Linked DNA regions of Mus musculus: region 1 is linked to region 2. A link is a contact called in public Hi-C data. All regions are on one chromosome and are shown on one strand. The core of a region is the stretch at or near the end of the contact, and the rest is flanking DNA. Distances in the headings are between cores, read along the strand shown.

Region 1 (3,974 bases), core at 256-2,755, 200 kb before region 2:
GCTTTCTACCTCTGTCTTCATGTGAGCTTAGGAGGTTTGTGATGTCACCCTTGAGGGCACCACCATTGCACAGGAAGTTTAAGGGGGGTCAAAGCCGTTCAGTTATAGCATCTGCACAGATCCAAAGCCAGTCAAAGTCAATCTCGAAGCCAAAAGTTCAGAAAAGAGAGAAAAACGGCTGGGTGCTGAAGATGTAGCGCGGTTGGTAGGGTACCTGGCTGGCATGCACAGTTTTATCCCTAATTTTGTATAAACTGGGCTTGGTGGCACGTATTTGTAATCCCTGCATTTGGGTGGTGGAGGCAGGAGAATCAGAAGTCTATGGCTAGCTTTGGCTAGATAGCAAGTTTGAACCTAGCCTGTGATACACAAGACCTTGTTTTAAAAGAATAATAACCTAACTGAAAAGATCAGGTTGAGTACGTATGACCAGGGAGGATCCCAGGGAGCGACTCTGAACCATCTTGTAGTGACCATAGCTAACTTTATCAGTTGGAGCACAGAGCATGCTCTGTGGACCTGGCATAAGAAAGATGAAGTAATGAGCCACTTGACAAGCCCTGCCTGGCCTGGAAGAGCTCCCACAGACACATGGACCATTATGAATGGGTGCCAACTCTAGCATAGACTGAGCACAGGCATCCAGGTCAGGTCTCAGAGCAATCTGTCTCTTCCCATCATCCCTCACCTCTACCTATGTTTTAATGAGAGGGCAGATAATTCGGAAATGCTGACTTTGTGACATTAGACATTAAAAAGCAGAAACTTCAGCAACGGGCCAAGAATTATTAACTAAGGAAAGAATGATGCAACAGAGACCACTGTGCGTGGCGGGCAGCTGGAGTGGAAATATGACCATTTAGTCTATCTGTGTGATTCACCCATCTCACTGGCTTCTGAATTACAGACGTCCTGATTCATTACATCAGGCTGAATGACGGGCAATCTCGTGTGGTGGTGGAGATCACTCCATTCTTGACAAATCAAGCCACAGCAGCCACACGGCAGTTTTCCCTTCTCTCCCTGTGGGAAAGCTAGGTCAGTGAGAGTCTGCCACTTGATTTACAGCAATGGCCAATTTCAAAGTTGGCTTTATCTGATCCGCTCTGGAAAAATATTTCCAGGCGCTATGAGCCGTCTTGTTAAATTGTGCAGACCTGCAATCATTTTCTAAAAATCACTCAACCATCAAAGATTTGATTTGGCCCACTTAATCTGTGCTGACCTCTGTTGGTTTTGCAAGGCCCAGGTCTCTGTAGTCCAACCTGCCCGTGAAGCCTCCCAGCTGCGCTTTGAATTGCGTTTCCGCCCCTACGACCAGCACATCTTTAGCTCTTATCTAAATGTCACCGAGAAGACAGCTATTACTATCTCCACACCAAGGATGGGAAGACTCCAACGCAGCAAGGTCACGTGACAAGTCAGGGAGGCTACTGGGTTAGAGTGTGGTTTGACGGTCCAGCACAGTGGCATGCCACATGAGGATGCTAATGTGCTGTGCATATCTACTGTAGGAAAGAGTAAAGAGTCCAACAGGAAGCCCCATGGTTTCCCTTTAGCCTTTTTGGATTCAGGTTAATACTGAGCAATGTGGCTAGAGACGAAATAAACATGGATTTTGCCAAGGATGAAATAAATGGTGTAACGGTATTTAGACCTTCCATCTGCTCAGTGGGAAGACAACAGCTGTTTCTCCTCAGTCTCTCTTTGCATCCTCTGCCCCTGCCTTTCCCAGAACCTACAGCTGGACCTGTGAGTGCTCCTGCCATTGGCCTCAGTCCTATGCAATGCCTGAGCCAGTCCAAACTGTGGTGGGAAGTGTGTCCTCAGTGCAAGATGAACTCAAGCCCGTCCTTTTCAGTAGTTATTTCTTCAGGCTCTTGGACTCTGTGAACAACTCCTGCTCCCCAGATGTAAACCCAGCAAGATGTAAAACTCAGCAAGGCAGATCAGAATGCCATGATGGATTTCCTAGGTGTTCGTGTCCTGTACATGCCTCCTTCTCAGATGCGCACTCTCGCCGTTGTAAGATGCATTCATCTCCTGCCAACCCCATGTCCCAGCCCTCACAGACCTTGGATCCAGATGGCTGGCTGCCTAGTCCTGCCTCCCTGTTAGCAAACACTGCCCACTGTACATCCCACTGGTTGTCAGCTGTACCATCATCCTCAAGACTAGTGTTCCTTTGGCCAGTGGACACCAGGCACGTGCTCAAGTCCAGCCCTGGGGTTTGGCCAGAGATCCTCTCCTTCACATGAGGCCTCCACCGTCATTCCGCCGACTGCTCCAGGACTTATCCACAAGGCCTCTCATCAGTAACAAAGAGAAGGATTGGTATTATACAGGGGGTTCCATCTATAAATATTTTTTTATATTTTAACACAGTAACTTTCTATCATGGATTGGAAACATGACTTAGTTTTAAAAAAATATAGTTTATAGAAGTGAATAAAGCCTAATACTGTTTTCATACTGCTATAAGCCATTCATTCCAGTGCTCTTTGTGTACCTGGTGCCTCACTTCCTAGACTAGTCAGCTTCAGACTCCATAGTCAATAACCATAAATGTGCGGTGTACTCGCCTTCACCTCCTCCCTTACCTCGCTCTTTTTGTGACATATTGGTCTGGCAAACCCTACTCAGTTGAAATCCAATAGTTTGCCAACAGGTACCCACATCTGTCTGGTCGAAGGCATCAGGGACAAACACACGCCTTGGGATTTTACTATCAGGTCTTACTGTCCATTCAGGATTCCTAACCCCAGGGAAGACACCGGAGGTGTCCAGAGGTCTGACTCTTGAGCTGCCCAACAGGGTTGCCTCACACCCTCCCCTCTGTCCTCAGATTGCCAGCACCTCTCTCAGTGTCAGCAGCTGGCCTTGCTTCCAGCTTCACTGAGAAAGCGGAAGCATGCAGAAGGGCCCACTCAGAGCCACCAGCTCATCTTGGCTCTGCTGCTCTGGTACAAAAACAAGCCCTGCAGGTAAACACATTGTGTCTTCCTCAGTGGCCACCACCGGAAGACCATCGCCACTCCCCACCCCAGTCCCCCTTGCCTTCCTCCTCCATGTTTCCCAGTTCATTCTCAAAGGCGCTCACACCTATTGCCTTTATTGGCCACTACTGTTCTCCTTTTCCACTAACATCAAGACATAGTGAGGAATCAACACCTTTCCTGGCTTTGGGTCCCCTAAGTCCTGCCCATTTACTGTTCCTCCAGCTCACCACCACAGAAGTCCCAGAGTGAAGAATCCACTGGACAGTCCTTGGGCCCCAAATTTCTTGGGCTCTGTCAGCATTTGCTAAATATGGACTCTTTCCCTTTCCTGAAGCGCAGCCTATAGCTCAACTTTAAGTCTCACCTAACTCCCCGCTTCTCTTTTTCATGTCCTAACTCCCCAATTCCCCTTTTCATTTCATTTGCTGGCTCCTTGTCATCTCTCCCAACAATCCAGAGCTCTAACCTCAGACCTCTTCTCCATCACCTGGGCCCTACATGGTGATCTTACCCAACCCTTGGACTTAAAACACCATCCAAAAACAACGGTGCTTATTATCACACGTGTCTCTTGAACACCATACACACACACACACACACACACACACACACACACACACACATCTACCTGGAGTTTGTGTGCTCCCTGAATTCATATGTTGAAAAACCTGACCACTGATATGATGGTGTTAGATGAAGCTTCAGAGCAGTGGCTCTCAACCTTCCTAATACTGCGACCCTTAATACAGTTCTCATGTTGTACTGACCCTCAACCATAAAATTCTACTAAAATTCTATGAAGTTGCTACGTCATCACTATAATATTGAAATTGTTATGAATTGTGATGTAAATATCCGTGTTTTCTCATGGTCTTAGGCAACCCCTGTGAAAGGGTGGTTTGACCTTCAAAGGGTTCACGACCCACAGGTTGACGACAGCTGCTTTTGAGTGACCAGATTAAAAAGGCAGTAAAC
Region 2 (3,785 bases), core at 422-2,921:
GTGAGCAAAAGAAACGCCCTGCCCAGGCCATAACTCATCCTGCAGCATCTTCTGACTTTAAAAGTAACTGCAGTTTCATTAGCAGTCTATGCCCTATCACAGAGACAACCCTGTTGTTTTTGTCTTTGGCTTATTCTGCCCATTCCCAGAATTCAAGGCCAAAGGTTTATATATCCTAGAGGAATCTAACAGATATGCTTAGATCATCTTTGGGGGGGAGTATCGAAGCTTGTGGTACCCCGTTCCCAGGGCTCTTTTATCTAAACATGGGGCAGGGCAGTGGTTAGCAGACATGTCGTGAACGGAGCTAGGTCAAAGCTGCTCCCTGATAGCTTCAGCTCCTCCCAGACTTCTCTGTTCGTTCCCACCCTGTATCCTTGTGTGGAGATAATCTTTTATCATGCTAATACACAAAGGTTAAGATAATTTACCAATCTTTTAAAAGATTTATTTTTATTTTTAAAGATTTATTAGCAAGAGGGAGATTTGTGTGTCCAGAAGGCACCTTGTTCTGGGGGGTGCAAGGTTTCACTGCTATGTGCCCAAGATTCAGCATCCTCAGACCAAAGGCGCAAAGAGGCTTGCCCATCAGGCTAAGTAGCTCCATGGAAGCAGAGCCCCACAGGGGTGGAGAAGGATAGAGAGACGAAGACAACAAAGAAGACAGGTATACTAGTCAGACATGTCATTGCCATGACATAATAACCAACATAAACAACTTAAGACAGGCAGTGCTTGCCTTGAAAGGCTCACAGTTTGAGGCTCTATTCAACCGTGGACAGGAAGGCATCAGCAGGCTCATGAGGCAGCTGGTCACACAGGCATCCTCAGTTAGGAATCAGAGAGTGGTGGATGCTGGTGCTCAGCTCACCCTGAGATCTCATCCTGAGAAATGGTGCAGTTCACAAGCTAACAACCGAAGTCATCTCACCTCTGATAATCAAATGTAGAAATTCCCTCCAGAGTTTTGTTTCTGTGGTGACTCTAACTGCCATCAAGCTGACAGCCAGGATTAACCATCTGAAGAAGGCAACTGGGGAAGAGCGTCTGGCCTCCTCCTGTCTTCTGATGTATCACACCTAAGGTCTAAATGATGCCAAGATGGGATGATTAGTCTGTCTGAAGAGACACATGGTCATGTGCATATCATATGCCTTTAGTTAGCCCTCTAGGTTGGTGTTAATTGATTTGAGTGAAATGCCAGCCATCCCATGGTACCTTTCCAATTCTGCTGGACCCTGTGACTTCAGTTTTATCAATTTCATAATATAATACTATCCACTGGTACCTCAAACAGGCTATGATTGAGGTAAGACTCTTCAAGCAAAGCTGCCATTAAAAGATCCTGCCAAAATGACCAAAGAGAGAGGGAAATTGCAGCAGTCTACAAGTTAGGAAACAGTGACAGTTGAGAAATCTGTGCAAAATAAAAGGATCAAGAGGGAAAAAAAGGAAGTTCACTCAACGCACCTTCAGTAAATTAAGACCCTAGAAATTTCTATTCTTCCAAACTGAATAAGAACATGGTAAGAAAGCACTTCCACACATAGACAACCAAATAACAATAATTTATCTGGTTTCGGAGCAGGAAGCCACTTCCCAGCTGCTGTGGAGCGGACTGTAATAAACACATGCTTTGCTCCAGAGCGTGAGGGCTTGCTGTCTCTATGATAGCACACGATCTGCACATAAGCAAAAAGCCGACAAGAGCTCACCTCCCAAGACGGGGGTAGGGGTCATGGTTGCATGTCACAGGATGTTGAACGACTGGCACACTGACCCACCCACTCTCCCACGAACATTCACCCACTATCCCTCTGCGAAAGACTCTAACTCCTAACACAAACTTTGGATAATGAAAGCAAAAGCACATCTGGTGCTTTGCTGTTGGTTTTTAAATAACAGAGAATAAAAATAGAAACGACACTCTACTAGCCTGCCAGATGACTCAGCGGGTAAAGGCGTTTTTTTTGTCAAGCTTGAAGACCCAAGTTCAAATCCTGGGACCCACCTGGTAGAAAGAACTAACTCCTGCAAGTTGTCCTCTGACTTTCACACATATATGTGGCACACAAACACACAGCAAATTAAATAAAATATATAAATAAAATTAACATTTTTTTAAAAAAAGAAATGACACTGTGAAATGTTATTCATATTCTGGGCAAAAAGGATGCCACACTAATGGTAGTTCACCCCGCATTCGTGAGAACCTAGGTTCCATTTCTAGAACTGCAAAATATTGAAATAGCAAGGGAGATGGCTCAATCAGTCAAGTGTTTGACACGCAAGAATGAGGACCAGAGTTTGATGCCCCAGAACCCATGTATAAGGGACCTGTCTGCAATCCCAGAACTGGGAGGCTGAGATTTGTTAGCCAGTCAATTATGCCAAATCACTAAACTTCAGGCTTAATGAGAGACTCTGCCTCACAAAATAAATGCAGAGTGATTGAAAACACACTCAGTGTTCATCTCTATACTCCACATGTATATATGTGCACATATGAATAAGTACATAAACATGTACACACACATACACACACATACACACACACACACACACAACTGGTTCTTGGGGTTTGTCATGAACTGAACAAAATCTTCCAATGTTAATGTGCACCTGAGACCTCAAAATGCAATGTATCTATCTGATGCCTCCTCTGACCTCCATGAGTTCCTGTATGCATACAGTGCACATACATGCATGCACACACACACATCTACACAAATATAATAGTTTTTAAAGGAAAGATCAAGGTGAGCTCATATGCCTGGGAATAGGTTGTAAACCTAATGAGTGTCCTAGGAGAACAGACTAGGACACAAAGAAAGAGGGAAGAAGGCTGGACGATGTGGGTAGAGAAGGAAATGATACCGTCAGGAGCCAGCACATTTCTGGAGCCACAAAAGCTGCAAAAGGCAAAGCAGAAGCTGGGTGGTGATGGTGGTGCACACCTTCAAACCCGGTACTCAGGAGGAAGAGGTAGGGCAGATCTCTGAGTTTGAGGCCAGCTGGGAATACAGAGGGAGTTACAAGGCTACACAAGGAAGCTTGTCTCTCCACAAAAATAAAAATAAATAAAAATTAAAAATAGCAAAACGACATTCTCCCTGTGAACGTTCAGAGGGTTCCTGCCCCTGTTGATATCACAATGTCAGATTTCAAGCCCCCAGACCCATAAGAAAATTCACATTTTCTTCAGCCATTGTCGGTGTGTTTAACATAATATGTGGAACTGGGTAATTATGATGAACAGAGATTTACTTCTTATGTTTTTGTGGTGGTTTGAATAACAAATGGCCCTCAGAGACCCACAGGTAGTGGCACTATTAGGAGGTGTGGCCTTGTTGAGGGAAGAGGGTCTAGAATATCTTAGTTCTCTCTCTGCTGCCTGCAGATCCAGATGTAGAACTCTCAGCTCCTTCTCCAGCACCATTTCTGCCAGCATACTGCCATGCTTCCCGCCATGATGATAATGGACTAGATCTCTGAAACTGTAAGCCAGCCCCAATTAAATGCTTTCTCCTGTAGTCATGGTATCTCTTCACAACAATAAAACCCTAAGACAGTTTTAAAGATTGGGAATTCTGAAGGGGGAGGGAGTTCTGAGTTAAAACTTTCTTGATATGTGGGTTCGTAGGCCCTTTGTCACTATGCTCAAACATATGATACCAACACCTTAAAGAAGGGAAGATTCATTTGGTCTCAGAGTGTCAGAGTGTGACTGTCTTCACCACCTTGGGCGTGAGGTGAGGCAGGAGCTTCATGACAGATGGCACATG

The links. Hi-C and Micro-C count contacts between places; a contact is called where the count stands out from the background.
Region 1: a Hi-C map of uterus shows a contact between it and region 2. The contact joins two enhancer-like sites. A contact is called at or near these places in 1 of 15 datasets of contacts at CTCF or cohesin (the NIH/3T3 cell line), 23 of 484 Hi-C or Micro-C datasets (the 3T3-L1 cell line, B cells, the HPC-7 cell line and 12 more) and 4 of 115 datasets of contacts at active chromatin or transcription factors (the NIH/3T3 cell line, bone marrow-derived dendritic cells, craniofacial prominence and 1 more).

Annotation. Positions count from the first base shown.
Region 1 is chr4:57,599,027-57,603,000 of GRCm38.p6, reverse strand. The region is part of intron 2 of Pakap (paralemmin A kinase anchor protein); the gene reads right to left. Among named protein-coding and RNA genes, the nearest start is that of Gm52699, 21 kb to the left of the region's middle. Within about 2 kb of position 1,505, at least 18 of the 459 cell types and tissues checked have an H3K27ac peak or open chromatin away from gene starts, as enhancers often do. A contact at or near this core is called in uterus, where this site is marked.
Region 2 is chr4:57,394,532-57,398,316 of GRCm38.p6, reverse strand. No RefSeq gene overlaps it. Among named protein-coding and RNA genes, the nearest start is that of 1700042G15Rik, 32 kb to the right of the region's middle. Within about 2 kb of position 1,671, at least 4 of the 459 cell types and tissues checked have an H3K27ac peak or open chromatin away from gene starts, as enhancers often do. A contact at or near this core is called in uterus, where this site is marked.